Linked DNA regions of Gossypium raimondii: region 1 is linked to region 2. A link is a contact called in public Hi-C data. All regions are on one chromosome and are shown on one strand. The core of a region is the stretch at or near the end of the contact, and the rest is flanking DNA. Distances in the headings are between cores, read along the strand shown. Region 1 holds the start of LOC105779701 (E3 ubiquitin-protein ligase At3g02290). Region 2 holds the start of LOC105780436.

Region 1 (6,803 bases), core at 2,907-5,406, 150 kb before region 2:
CATTTCTCTTTTCATTCGAATCTTTATTTATTTATAAGCTTGTTTGTATTAGATTTGTGTTCGGCAAAAATTTCAAAATTATGGTTATATTCATTCATTTGAAATTATATATGTTTTGATCATTCAAATTAAACAAACATGTTTATAAATAATTAAAAATCAATTCGTGAACAATAAACAAATAAATTTAAAACAAACCAAAAACACATTTATAAAATAATAAAATATAAATAATTATATTATGAATAAATAAAAACATAGATGATAAATGAAATTGTTAATAACGCAAATGAATTAGATTTAGCTTGTTGGAATAAATAAACCATAATTTTATTTATTTATTTATCAAGATAGAACCATATTCATGAATGATATATTAAATAATACACGCAAATTGGGAGGCGGCAGCATCATACCTTAAACCTACCAAGGTTGGGTTGGGTGGTTGCCATTGCCACATGCTCCCTGCGTGCGTTCAAATCAACAGACAAGTTGGTCCGCTCTTTGTCCAACCTAATTAGGTAGAAGTCCAGAGTCGTTCTATATGTGAAGAGAGATGGAGCACCGAAAGGTCTCATCTCATAAACCCCATTTCCTATTACTATGTACCAGCTGTAATGAAATTAAAGTCTTACAGTGTTCAAGATAATCTTGTAGAAATGAGAATCTCTGCTCCTAGCAGTTGCCACGACATTATTACAAGTTGGTCAACCACCACCATTATTGTACTTGGGTTGCTAAATGAATGAATGGTAGGTACATAATCAACTTCCCTCAAATTCAAGCTCAAAGTCCTCCGGATTTATTTAAATATGAATCTTGGATTATCCTAATCTACTATCCAACTTATTACATAAATCTGTATAAAACACAAAACCCTCGGATTAGTAGACAAAAACTCATGCACCACATACATCTAATTTTATCCATTCATTTATATGCACAAAATCAACCATGTCCGTTGGCTCAGATTCCAAATCAACATCATGTGAAACTTGAACATAATGATTTTCATCATCAGAACAAGAAGAGGTTTAAATTCTTTTATTCTATCCCGAGACTACTGCTCGTACTTTTGTAACGTTAGCATATTTAGCGTAGTAGGTAACAAAGTCCAGCTCATATTTATTGTTACACATCATCAAGTTGATTCCACGTATTATAACTTTCACACAAATTATTATATTAGCTTTTTACATCGAAGGTAACGTCATGATCATTCGAGTCCGAGTAGGAAGAAATTACCAGGTAGCACTACTAGTGATGGATAAAGACAAACTCTTCTATACAGGATGTGCCTCTTCAATAAAGATCAGAGAGCTTATACATATTAATACCTGCCGCTCTATATGTATTTGCTCCATTGCATTGAATCAAGATGCAACCAGACCTTAGGGGCTTTCACAAAATTCCATCTCCTGCAACGACACTTAAAATCAGATGTACCCCAAAGGTTCTGGAACAGAAATGACACTGTATGTTTAACTAAGTTGCTTGCTTTCGATTTTCTAAAGATAACAGAAAAAACCAATCGACAATCTTGGTAGTTATTATCATTCAAAATATTATGGAATTTACCCAAGTACCCCATTGGACTAAACCATACAACAGAGACTGCACCTATCTGCATTTTAGATGGAGTAATTTGGCCTACTATACATACCTTGCCACATATTGGACAACTTTCACTCCTTTCCAACCATTCGTAAATACAACCAAGATGAAAATGGTGTGAGCAGCGAGCTGTGATTTTAGGATTTTCCGGTGTATATTCTGCAAGAAAATAAGCACTCATATGAATATAAGCACAACTTAAAAATGCTAAAAGAAGTTCCTTTTTCAATCAAATCATCACCACATGCCTATCTTGAAAAATAACAAGCATATCATTAAAATTTAAAACTACAAAACAGATTTCTTCTTTAAAGACATATAGATGCAAAATTACCATCAAGACAAGTAGGGCAGACATCTTCTTCCTCTGCTGAAGGCTGTATATAGTTAGGTCCTTGTGCAACTTTTGGTGCCAAACTCCTCTCTGATAACTCAAGATGGACAATCTTAGAGTCGTCTTCCAACTCGACTCCATTCCATTTCCTCCCAATACCCAATGATTCTCCATCAGAACTGCTTATATTTCTTCTTAGTGGTTGAGTTTCTTCTTGAAAATGAGTCACAGACTTATCACGCCTAGAGACCAAGCCATCACGCTGCAAACGAGAGTACCTTTGCTCAGCATCGTAAGGGACCGGTCTGGACATTGTAACATGAGTTTCAATGGCTGAATTATCTGATATTGCAGTAACAGTTGTTGTTGATGACAGAGAAGCTCCTTGGATCTGGGATGCAGGTCGCCCATCCAATCTGTGAAACAGAGCACCATACTGCAGATCAAAGAAGAAATGGAAAATTACGAAAGTGTTTCATTAAACTAAACCTAGGTATAAAATGGGTTATATGACATTGTGAAAGCAACTCAACTAATGTACCTACCTTTCAAGAGAAACACAGTATGCAGACAATCTTTATAAGGCTAATTTAAGTACTTAACATATAAAGAACTTCTGAATTTCAGAGATTCTCTCAAGGATAGTATTAATAAGCTTTATAGACTTCATTCTTAAGAAAAGGTTAATTTCATGCAAATTGAGGCTCAAAGAAATTAACAAAATGACATCAATCTGCTTTATAACATACCTTCAGTATTAACAAATTTAATGGCATGTATTAGCAGCAAAAAAATGAAAATAGGTTGCTTTTGTGCTGATAACCACAAGATAAGAAGAGACATACCCCAGTGAATAGCTGATAGAAGAAGAACCTTAGGCAGATGCAGTGCCTATATATTGAATTGCTAGGATAAGCATATTCTTCACAGTCATCACCACATGAGCAGCAGCAAAAAGTACCCATTTCTGCCTAGAATGTATATATTTCTGATTACACAATTCCGAAAAAGCTTTCAGAGTTTGCAGAAAAGGTCATAAAAGAATTGTTCACCTTCCTTCCAAATATACAAGACAATTCCTATGGGATTAGGGGGCAAAAAGGGAAAAAAAATTATAACATGAGTCAGGGAAACAACTTTTTGCAATGAACAACAGATTAAGCCTGCTCAAGGGAGAAATAAGAACCTCGCTAAACCTTTCGTCACAAAAGATGCTCAGTTCATCAGTTTTCTGACTGTCTCAATTTCAACTCTTCGGACAAAAGTAATCTGATATATAGACAACAAGAAAAAAGATTAGGATAATGCTAAACAGCAAGAGAACAACAAGACACCTCCTTCATTAGGAGCTTGATGGATGATCTACAATTTGGGTTTTTCATGATAAACAGAATCCTAAAACTACTCCATTTAGTTTTACCATAACCATAAAGTTCCTTTCCAACAATGAGTTAACTTACAATATTGTAAATTAATTCACAAGTTAAAAAAAACACATTGAACATTCTTTGTCCTTCAGAATGGTGATAAATAAAACAACTCAAATAATCAGCACTGACCGTTCTTCATTACAGACATAAAATCCCACAACGAAATTACAATCTCCTACACTAAAAAAAGCACTTTCAAGAAATTTGTTAAGTTCAGAGACAATAACCATACTTATAAACAAGAGAAACAGGCAATCAGCTATCTTATTTTAGACTCTAATAAGTTGCAAAGTAAAGCTATTTCAGCGCAAAGACAGAAACTTTAACAAAAAACCAAAAAAAAAGAAAAAAAAGAACATCAAACTGTTTCTCATCGAATTAAAAAAAAAAAACATAAAACAAAAATTAAAGTAATGAAACAATACTTACCCATCATCGACTATAAGACCACCGTTTTCACGACCGCAAGTTTTATTAGAAAAAAAAAAGAATCAGGGAAGTTAGGGTTCCTGTAAGAAGAAACAAAGAAAGAGAAAAAGGGAGAGATAGATAAGAGGGGAAGTTCCTACTTCTATATTGAAGCAGACGAAAATAGATCCGAAGAGTAAGACAATCTAAGGAGCGGCCTGGGCGGAAGACAAAGATTAAATTTTTAATCTTATTTCCAGATAATTTAGGGGGAAAAAATAGGCAAAAACCGCGTGGACGGAAAAGAGGTGCTTTGATTGCAGTAGGTAACTAGAAAGAAACGGATTTGGTGAAGGGGTAGAGAATGGAGTGGACCAGCTTATCATTAGGATAATAATGTTGAATTTGTTAATTGCCGACAGCTTCATGTTGATTGGGTAAAATATTTTAAAGCTTTGAGAAATAAAAATTTGAGTGGAATGTCTTCTAAAATTGGTGTAATTTGGCATTATGACCTACAATACCACTAGCCAGTTGGATGTAGGGATCATCAATAAATAAGATTCTTAGAACATCGATTCATCAATTATTTTAACTTTTGCATTAAACTTATTAGTATTTACTTTAGAAGTTGAACTGAAAATTTGATAATATGTTTGTTAGAAGATTACAACTTTGACTACTTGGCGTCAACATGGGAGTCATTTATGAAAGGGTTGTTTTAAGGGAGAGCAGCTAACGACTCAATTTTATCGATGTGAAATGGTGTACTTTTGAAGCCCCAATTATCCTTGGATTGAGTTTATATAATGGATTCATTCTCACCATAGAAGCTGTGATTTCTACTTTTTATTATTTTGGTTATTTTATTCAATTTCTCTGTGAATTAAGGGTGAGTAAAATTCGATTCGATTTGAAAAAATCGAAAAAAATTTAAATTTCAGCTTGATTGAATCATTCGATTCAACTCGAATAACTAGATTCGGGTTTCGAGTTCGAGTCGAGTTGAATTTCACAATTCAAATAAGAACCATTCAAATAACAGATTGGTGTAAATATCATTTTGGTCCTTTCAACTTTGAAAATAAGTAAATTGGTCACTCTCTTAACAAAAAAATTCAAAATATTTATAAAAAAATTCAAAATTTATATTTTTAAAAAATATATAAAAATTCTAAAAAATATATAAAAAAAGGTTAAAATTTTACATAAGTTCTAAAATCATAATTTTGGGACCTAATTAATGATTCAAATTTATCATACTCAAGTCTCTTTTTTTTGACTCGATTTGAAATTTCAACGCACTCGAACACATGTCCTTCTATACTAACGATAATGCCAATATCAATCAAGTTAATACTCAATCGGCTTAATTTATTAGGATTAGAAGCAAACCATTATTGAGATTGGGAGTCCTACCCACAACAGCGAAACAAAGCTCTAGGTTCAGTCACCAAATGAATTTATTTTCCTTGCATGCATCACACTCTTGTTTAGTTTCCATTTCAATGTCTTATAACCAGGAAGTTGTTGGCTAAAATACCTTCCCACCACCCTTGAATTCAATTTCTTCAAAGCTTCCTCAAGTTTGATGCATCGAGGTGTTTTGTATTGGCTAACAGAAGACCCTTTCGATACACTGAAGTCCATCAATGCATCAAATGTTCCATGCTTTACCATCCTTATCTCCAGGGGCCCTATCAAATTGCCCATCCTGCTAGCTCTATACACAAAATTCAATGACTGTTCCACAATGTAGCAGCTTTCTTCTATTATACTAGGACTCAGCTCTGGTGATTTACTACTTCCTTCCATCTTAAGCTCCCAAAATAATATACAGTGCCCTGGGATTAAGGATATGTCAACAGCACTAGTGTAGTCGACCAACTGTAATTGGAACTGTCCAACGAAGAGCTTTGCCTGTAGTATCCCTTCTGCCAATTCATCTTCAGCGGTTTTCTCTGAATCAATGCTTAGAAATGCATCTTTCCGTCTTACAAATTGGAACTGAGGGGCATTGTTATGATAACCAGTTACCTTGAGTATGTCCCCCACTTTGTATCTATATAATCCTATTATTGATTTACATAAGAAAACATTATGATGCTTGGTTAATCACAATGAATTCTTTCTCTGTAGAACAAATTAAGGGTATATTGAAAGAGAAGAACGAAAAAACAATACCTATAAAAGTTGTGACAACAAGCTCATAACACTGGCCAAGCTTCACATTCACGAGGTCAACAACTTCAATTACTTCCTTCTTGCTCCTCTCTTCTTCATTGTTTTCATGTACAGGGAGAAACTCAAAGTAAGCCATATTGGGAACAAGGGTGTAACATGTATCACATGGCTTGCTTAAAGGTTTAAGATTGATCCCCAAGAGGCCTTCAGAGGAAGCATAATACTTTGAAACCAGAGGGAGACCTCCGCAGTAGAACTCAAGCATTGGAATATATTGAGCCATCGAGCCTGTACCAATAGCATCGATGCATTTTGTCCCTGGCCAAAGTTTTTTAATTATTCCTTCCCATGATTTTGCGTTGCATATATCTTCTATCAAATCAGCCAGCTCTGGATTTGGTTTGTTGAGGATCATCGACAAAGAGTTTATGCAGCCAGTATCAGAAATCCAGGCACTAAGTTGACCTCTTCTTATGTTAGAGCATAACTCTTTCCAGTAATCTTCAAAGAACCTGATAGCTTGGACGAGTGTAGATCCGAAAACCGAACCAACGCATACAACCTCGTTCCTTTGTAGTAGAGCGCAAAGCATTTGGCAATACATGCTTTGTTTGCTGTCTGAGCACAAAATTGTTGCAATGCGACTAGTATGAAGACTGGATTCATGCTTTTCGAAATTTTTGCTAATCAGATAGCTTGTGAGGATAGATCTCATTGGCAAACCAGATGGGGCCTTAATCTCGGGTCTTACAAATAATAGCTGCATCCTTTTCCCTTGGTCTAATCCATCCACAAATCGTACTTTTAAATAACCAACTGCTTTAATCTATTAC
Region 2 (6,288 bases), core at 3,647-6,146:
TTTGTTGCATTCTCTCTCTCTCTCTCTGGTAGATTCTGGAATTTACTTATACATGATAATTATGGTTGCATTTGAATTAATTAAGGCCTGAATTGGTTTTTTGGGACTTGCTACTGAATAATTTTTCAGTTTCTTTTACAATCCATTTTACTAGCAAGTATAGTGCCCCGTGTCTTTAGTTTTATTGCAGCTCTTTAATATGTATTTCAGATTTGGGAAGCAGCATTGAAGGCTTTGAATGATGATGAAGCACTTAAGCAGAAGTTATGTGAGGACTTAAAAAATCTGGTATACTTCTTTGCTGTAGGTGGATAAGCTTGCATTATTGCACTGTACTAAATTGATTCTTTCATTTGATAGGTTCAAGAAAGCAGTAACTCCCAGTTTGCTCGACTTGAGGAATTGAAAAGGCGATTGGAAGCTCTGAACCCAAGTAGGCCATCCGCTTTGTCTAGTCATGTGAGCTTTCTTTTTATTCTTTCTTATTACACTACAAGTAGTCCATGTAGTATCCAATACTTATATGGTGTTCTAGGAGAAGATAACTTCTTTAGAACAGTCATTAAAATAAGCATGTCACCAGATAAAAATTGGTTTTCTGTTATTGTGTGCTCTGCTTTTTAATTTTCTATTGCTGACCATTTTTGCAAACTGGATTGATAAGGAGGTGTCATATCAAAATGGAAAAGATATTCATGTGTTTGAGCGTTTACTTGTCCTCATCGTGACATTGAGAGCTTGACATCACGATGTCACTCACTATTTTCAAAAGGTCCAAAAGGTGCCAAAAAATCACAACCTGAATCAATTAAATTTGTCTCATTTCAACCAGATCAACTATTATATAAAATTCATATACACTAAACCAACCATTTATGTACTTTAAATTTAAACATTTATAATACAAAATCGACTCAAAACCTAGTAAATGTCAATTATCAAAGCAAAAGGGACTATAAGAACATTGTTGAGTCGAGTGTCGCAGTTTGGAAGTTGGATCACTTCTCGTAACCTTGAGGTCCACCTATGCTTGTGCAAAGAATAAACAAACCGCACAACATTAACATAATAAGAATATAACCGATGCATAATTCAATTTTAACCAATTCAAACAATGTATTCATGATTCATATGCTAATTTCATTCACTATCTCATTTAGCAATTCAATAAAAACATGACATGACAAATTTTCTACCATTAAGGATGTATGTGATACCATTTGATTATACCAATATCACATTTCTTTATCGAATCTACTGATTCGTTAAGTTTCCATATCGACCCTCCAAGCTTTTATAAACCGATTCGCATAGTCTCTTACGTGCTACTGATAATCACATATCACATATATGCATTAGTAGTACTATTTCATATTATCAAATCAATTCAAATATCATTTAATCGATTCAAATTTTATTATTTTAAATTATATTTTATAGTATTATATATTATGATTTTAGTAAATTCTAAGAATATTTAATATCAATAATTTTATTAAATTATATATTTTATTAAATTATATTTAAAATAATTAATTTAAATTATATTTTATAGTATTATATATTATGATTTTAGTAAATTCTAAGAATATTTAATATTAAGAATTTTATTAAATTATATATTTTATTAAATTATATTTTTAATAATAATTATTTTATATTATATTTTATAGTATTATATATTATGATTTTAGTAAATTCATTTAAGAATATTTAATATTAAGAATTTTGTTAAATTATATATTTTTATTAAATTATATTTAATAAAAATATTTTAAATTATATTTTATAGTATTATATATTATGATTTTATTAAATTAGTATAAGAATATTTAATATTAAGAATTTTATTAAATTATATATTTTATTAAATTATATTTAATAATAATTATGTTAAATTATATTTTATAGTATTATATATTATGATTTTAGAAAATTCATATAAGAATATTTAATATTAAGAATTTTATTAAATTATATATTTTATTAAATTATATTTAATAATAATTATGTTAAATTATATTTTATAGTATTATATATTATGATTTTAGAAAATTCATATAAGAATATTTAATATTAAGAATTTTATTAAATTATATATTTTATTAAATTATATTTAATAATAATTATGTTAAAATATGATTAAATTATTTATTATTTATATTAATAATCTTATTAAAATTTAATAACAATAACAATAATCATCTACCTAAAAAAAATTCTGCTAAGGGTATTCTAGTCATTTTAGTTTTTTTTCTTATGCTATTACAACATCATTCCATTCAACCAAACACAATAATACTATTACGCCTCTATTCCATTGCATTCAACCAAACAATTAAATTACTATTATACCTCTATTCCATTACAGCTCTATTCCATTATACCTCTATTTCATTACAGCTCTATTCCATTACAGCGAACCAAACGTGCCATAAATCTCCGGAACATACCTATGAGCTTTAGACTACCATATTTGCTAAGCATTTTATGATGGCAGATAAAATTCAGTGCTACATCGATTGTGTTGCGCTAGTAGCTTCCGACACTATCCACCCTCATCTTATTTTTTTCCTTATTTATTTTTCATTGACATTGCCCATGCATGCTGGCTGATTTGTTCTATAAATTGACCACCTTCATACTTAGATTTTGTTAGGTTCATTTGCTTGATGGCCGTGCAAGTGTTGATTCAGCTAGACAAATTTGGTCAGGTAAAATATGCAAAGCTTAAATACTGAGAGCATGAGAGTTTAGTTTTTTAATGTGAACAAGTTTTTTCCTTGCACGATTAGATCAATTAATGAAAACTAGCAGTGATGTTGACAGTCACGTAGCTGCTTGACACCCATTTTTAAAGATGCTTAAAGCACCCGTTGATATGATTGCATTTACAGCAATTTCATTTGGTTTATCATATGCGGGTTCTTGCAATAAGGTTGCACAGGCTATTATATTTGCTTTAATGGCCTAAATTGAATCAGAATTGGGGGAGCCCCTAATCGGCTTCTGCCTCTTTGCGACACTGCTTTCAAGTGCCAACGCTGGAACAGGGAGTGTTTAAAGATGATCTCTTAAATTCCTTAAAATGCTGTTAAAGTTGGAACTTGTATACATGATATCAGAACTGTTTTATATTCAGGTCCAAAACCTTCTTTGTCGTTGTCAGCATCTTGAAAAGAATTGAACTGTTTTACTTCAAGGTGTGAAGCTTGAATATGCACTTCTAGTCATGTAAATATTTCTATTCAATCAGCTTCCAATCATGTATGACTAATATTCGGAGGATTGGAGCACGTTTAATGAATTTAAAATAGTTCTCCCTCCTAAGAGAGTGTCATATGTATATATAGCTGATATTCTCATCGGGCAGATGAGGAGCCAAGCCAAGTTGAATTTCCTAAGTTTTGAAACCATACCATCATTTCGTTCTATTGCCTTCCCTAGCTCAAAGACATTTGAGTACAAAAATGTACCACAAATGATTGATTGGTGTTAACCAATAACATCACCAATCTTTGCATTTGTTTTATTTGTTGGAGGGGCAGCTTTATCATAGAGATACGGGCAATCTCGGCGAGGTGGGAAAAAACCCCCCAAGATGTAAACACCTTGAAATTGGATGGGAAAATGTTTCACGGGTGTTCTAAAGTTATAACCTGAACGCATTCAGCATTCATCCCGACGAACCAATAATATCACCAATGAGAAAATCAAAGTGAACAACAGCTTTCTTATTGCATTTAACTTTTTCAACTTTAAGCTGATGATAGTCATAACATAAACAAGAAGCAAAAGAGAATCAAACTCGATTTCACAATGAAATATGTCCAATACTAATAAGTACTACCGCAATCTCAAAGGACTGATCATGACACAATACCAAGCCAAGAATCAAGCCCAACGGTTACTTTTTAAAAAGTATTAACTTCCTAGAAATATATATATATTCAATCATTCACTCACATTAAACAAAGCCCCTAATTCATGCCCTGGTCAGGAACAGTAACAAGCTCATATTCAACTAAAGAAAGATTGTTATCTTCTTTAACTGCGAATTTAGCAGGTTCCGTTACCTCGATCCGTCCCCATTTGTCAACTGCTAACCTCATTGTTGTTCGCTTGAACATAACAATCTTAGCATTACGTAAAATCACGGTTGCACCTTTTGTCATAAGATCAACTGCATCACCAACATCAAAATCATGATATTACATAGGTACTTGTTTAGTTTTAAGAAGTACTAAGCAGCTTAATTGAATTAAGTCTTGCAGTCAGAATTCTTTCCTTCAAAATACTACTCTGTTCTAGACTACTAAAATAGTCCCCAAAATAGAAATAGAAAAGACAAAATGTCTATACAAAGTAAAACCAACTTGGTTTATTATGAAATATAGGCTGACCCAATAAAACGCAGAGCAAATAAAATCGATCTAAACACAGAGGCTATAAATTTCTATGAAACTAGTATATACTTATAGATAGAGAAAAATAAATACCTTGTTCGTTGCGTGCGGTGAAGATGATGGTGCCAGTCTCGTCCCCAACGACGCACTCAGCGATCCGGGCCGGAGGGACAGGTCGAGAAAGGAGGGCACGGGACCTGTTGGGCCTGGCGGAAGTCTTGACTGGGGTCATCTCCACCACTTTGACGATCAAAGTGTGCCCACTAGTACCGGGCTTCAAATCCTCCACTTTCACGAACACCGGCTTTCTCTTCGCGTTCACCTGTCCCGTCGCAGTCGCCATTCCTCAAATCCAAAGATTTGGCGTTGTCTAAAACCCTATACCCCAAACCGCAAATGCAAACCCTAGGAATATCTCTAACGGTTTTTATGGGAGGGCAGAATGGGCATAAACAATTAGCGAAGATTTAGGGTTTCTAAGAAATTTAGGAATTTGGGTGACCCGATCATTAATATATATACGGTGGTGGAAGGTTTATTGAATTTTACACGTGTTTGAATTGTATTGGTGTTTAAGGTCAACGATGCCGGGGAGACCGAGACTTTTCCCCTTCTCCAAGGGGTTTCAGTCATTACTGCCGTACAACTAACTACTTACTCGTTAAGTTAGTTTTTGCTTTTATTTTTTTTTATAATTAATAAATACTTTTACTCCTTGAGAATTTAAATTATTAATTTCAAAATAAGAAATTGAAAACAATGTTAATGTGATTTTTTTTTGTAAATTTTGAAAGCTTATATATATATATTTTTTAAAAACTTTAACTATATTAATTTATAATGAGAAAATAAATACATTTTTAAAAAATAAAATGCTATACATGATTAATAAACCCTAAACCCATTTTATAAATTAATTGTCATGTGTTACTTATGTTTTAATACCCTCAATTCATGTCTTCTTATATTGGTAATAATATCGAAACCAATCAAGCTAAAATGAATTGACAATCTGTATTTATATTTATACTTTGAATGAATTGGACTCGTAAAATTTGCTAGCAATTTATTGATTTTCTTTTTCCTTTTTGGATGATAAGCGCAACATTTTCTACAAATATATTCTTAATATTCATGGAAATTTAACTTGTTGAAAGGTAGAGGATATGAAGGAAAGAATCATCCATCAATCTTTCATTGTCTTACACACACACACACAACAAACATCAACATCAACATGCATCATCATCACCATCTCCATAAGAGAGTGTGCTTTTTTCTTTTTTTCCTTTTCCTTTTAATTATGACAGTCTTTATTAAAGGAAGAAACCATTCAAAATCGTCACCCTTCACATGTCATGATGATGCTTCAGTTATGTATGGAAGCCTTGAATGCACGAATGGTCCTATCCTTGGTAACATTGAAAATCAACAACATATCATCAACGATGACGTTACAGGCAATTCAAGTAGTCATTTTTATAAAGCTGGGTCAATTTTTTACATACAAACAGTTTTATGGTAGGCAGCAACAATCACTATAGCTATAAAGAGGGTAAAAAACGTGGCATGGTATACACATATTTGGCTATTCATTTTCTCATTAATTCGGTACTCATCGGAAGAATATATCACCGGAACCTTACAATGATGCAAGATATGTCATCTTTGCTCTTCTTAGAAACTGCTGCCTCAATCAAGTGCTTTGCTGCTGATTGAGCATCCTTGATGTTTTTTATGGCGTCCACTGCTTCTTGGTTTGACATAACCTGCAACGAGATCCGCTGAACATGAGAAACTTGGAATCTCAATTGAATTAATATTTGCATGAGAAACTAGAATTGCAAAAGTAATAACCTTCCATATCCCATCACTGGCCAGA

Evidence for each region. A called contact is a pair of places that touch in the nucleus more often than the background predicts.
Region 1: a contact with region 2 is called in a Hi-C map of leaf, with 2.5 times the contacts expected there. The contact joins the promoter of LOC105779701 here to the promoter of LOC105780436 in region 2. A contact is called at or near these places in 2 of 2 Hi-C or Micro-C datasets (both in leaf).

Annotation. Positions count from the first base shown.
Region 1 is chr4:6,336,654-6,343,456 of ASM2569854v1, reverse strand. LOC105779701 (E3 ubiquitin-protein ligase At3g02290) reads right to left here and starts at 4,156. Exons shown (of 7, transcript XM_052629309.1): 1 at 3,808-4,156; 2 at 3,135-3,217; 3 at 3,001-3,027; 4 at 2,794-2,919; 5 at 1,949-2,384; 6 at 1,664-1,773; 7 at 1,009-1,418. The coding sequence starts at 2,913. The coding sequence ends at 1,392. It also overlaps the pseudogene LOC105780376.
Region 2 is chr4:6,184,301-6,190,588 of ASM2569854v1, reverse strand. It overlaps LOC105780436, which reads right to left and starts at 4,896. Exons shown (of 2, transcript XM_012604766.2): 1 at 4,500-4,896; 2 at 3,720-4,183. The coding sequence starts at 4,749. The coding sequence ends at 3,981. LOC105780847 (probable protein phosphatase 2C 58) reads right to left here. Exons shown (of 5, transcript XM_012605366.2): 4 at 6,264-6,288; 5 at 5,861-6,175. The coding sequence ends at 6,038. It overlaps LOC105780437, which reads left to right. Exons shown (of 7, transcript XM_052629924.1): 6 at 211-288; 7 at 361-719. The coding sequence ends at 624.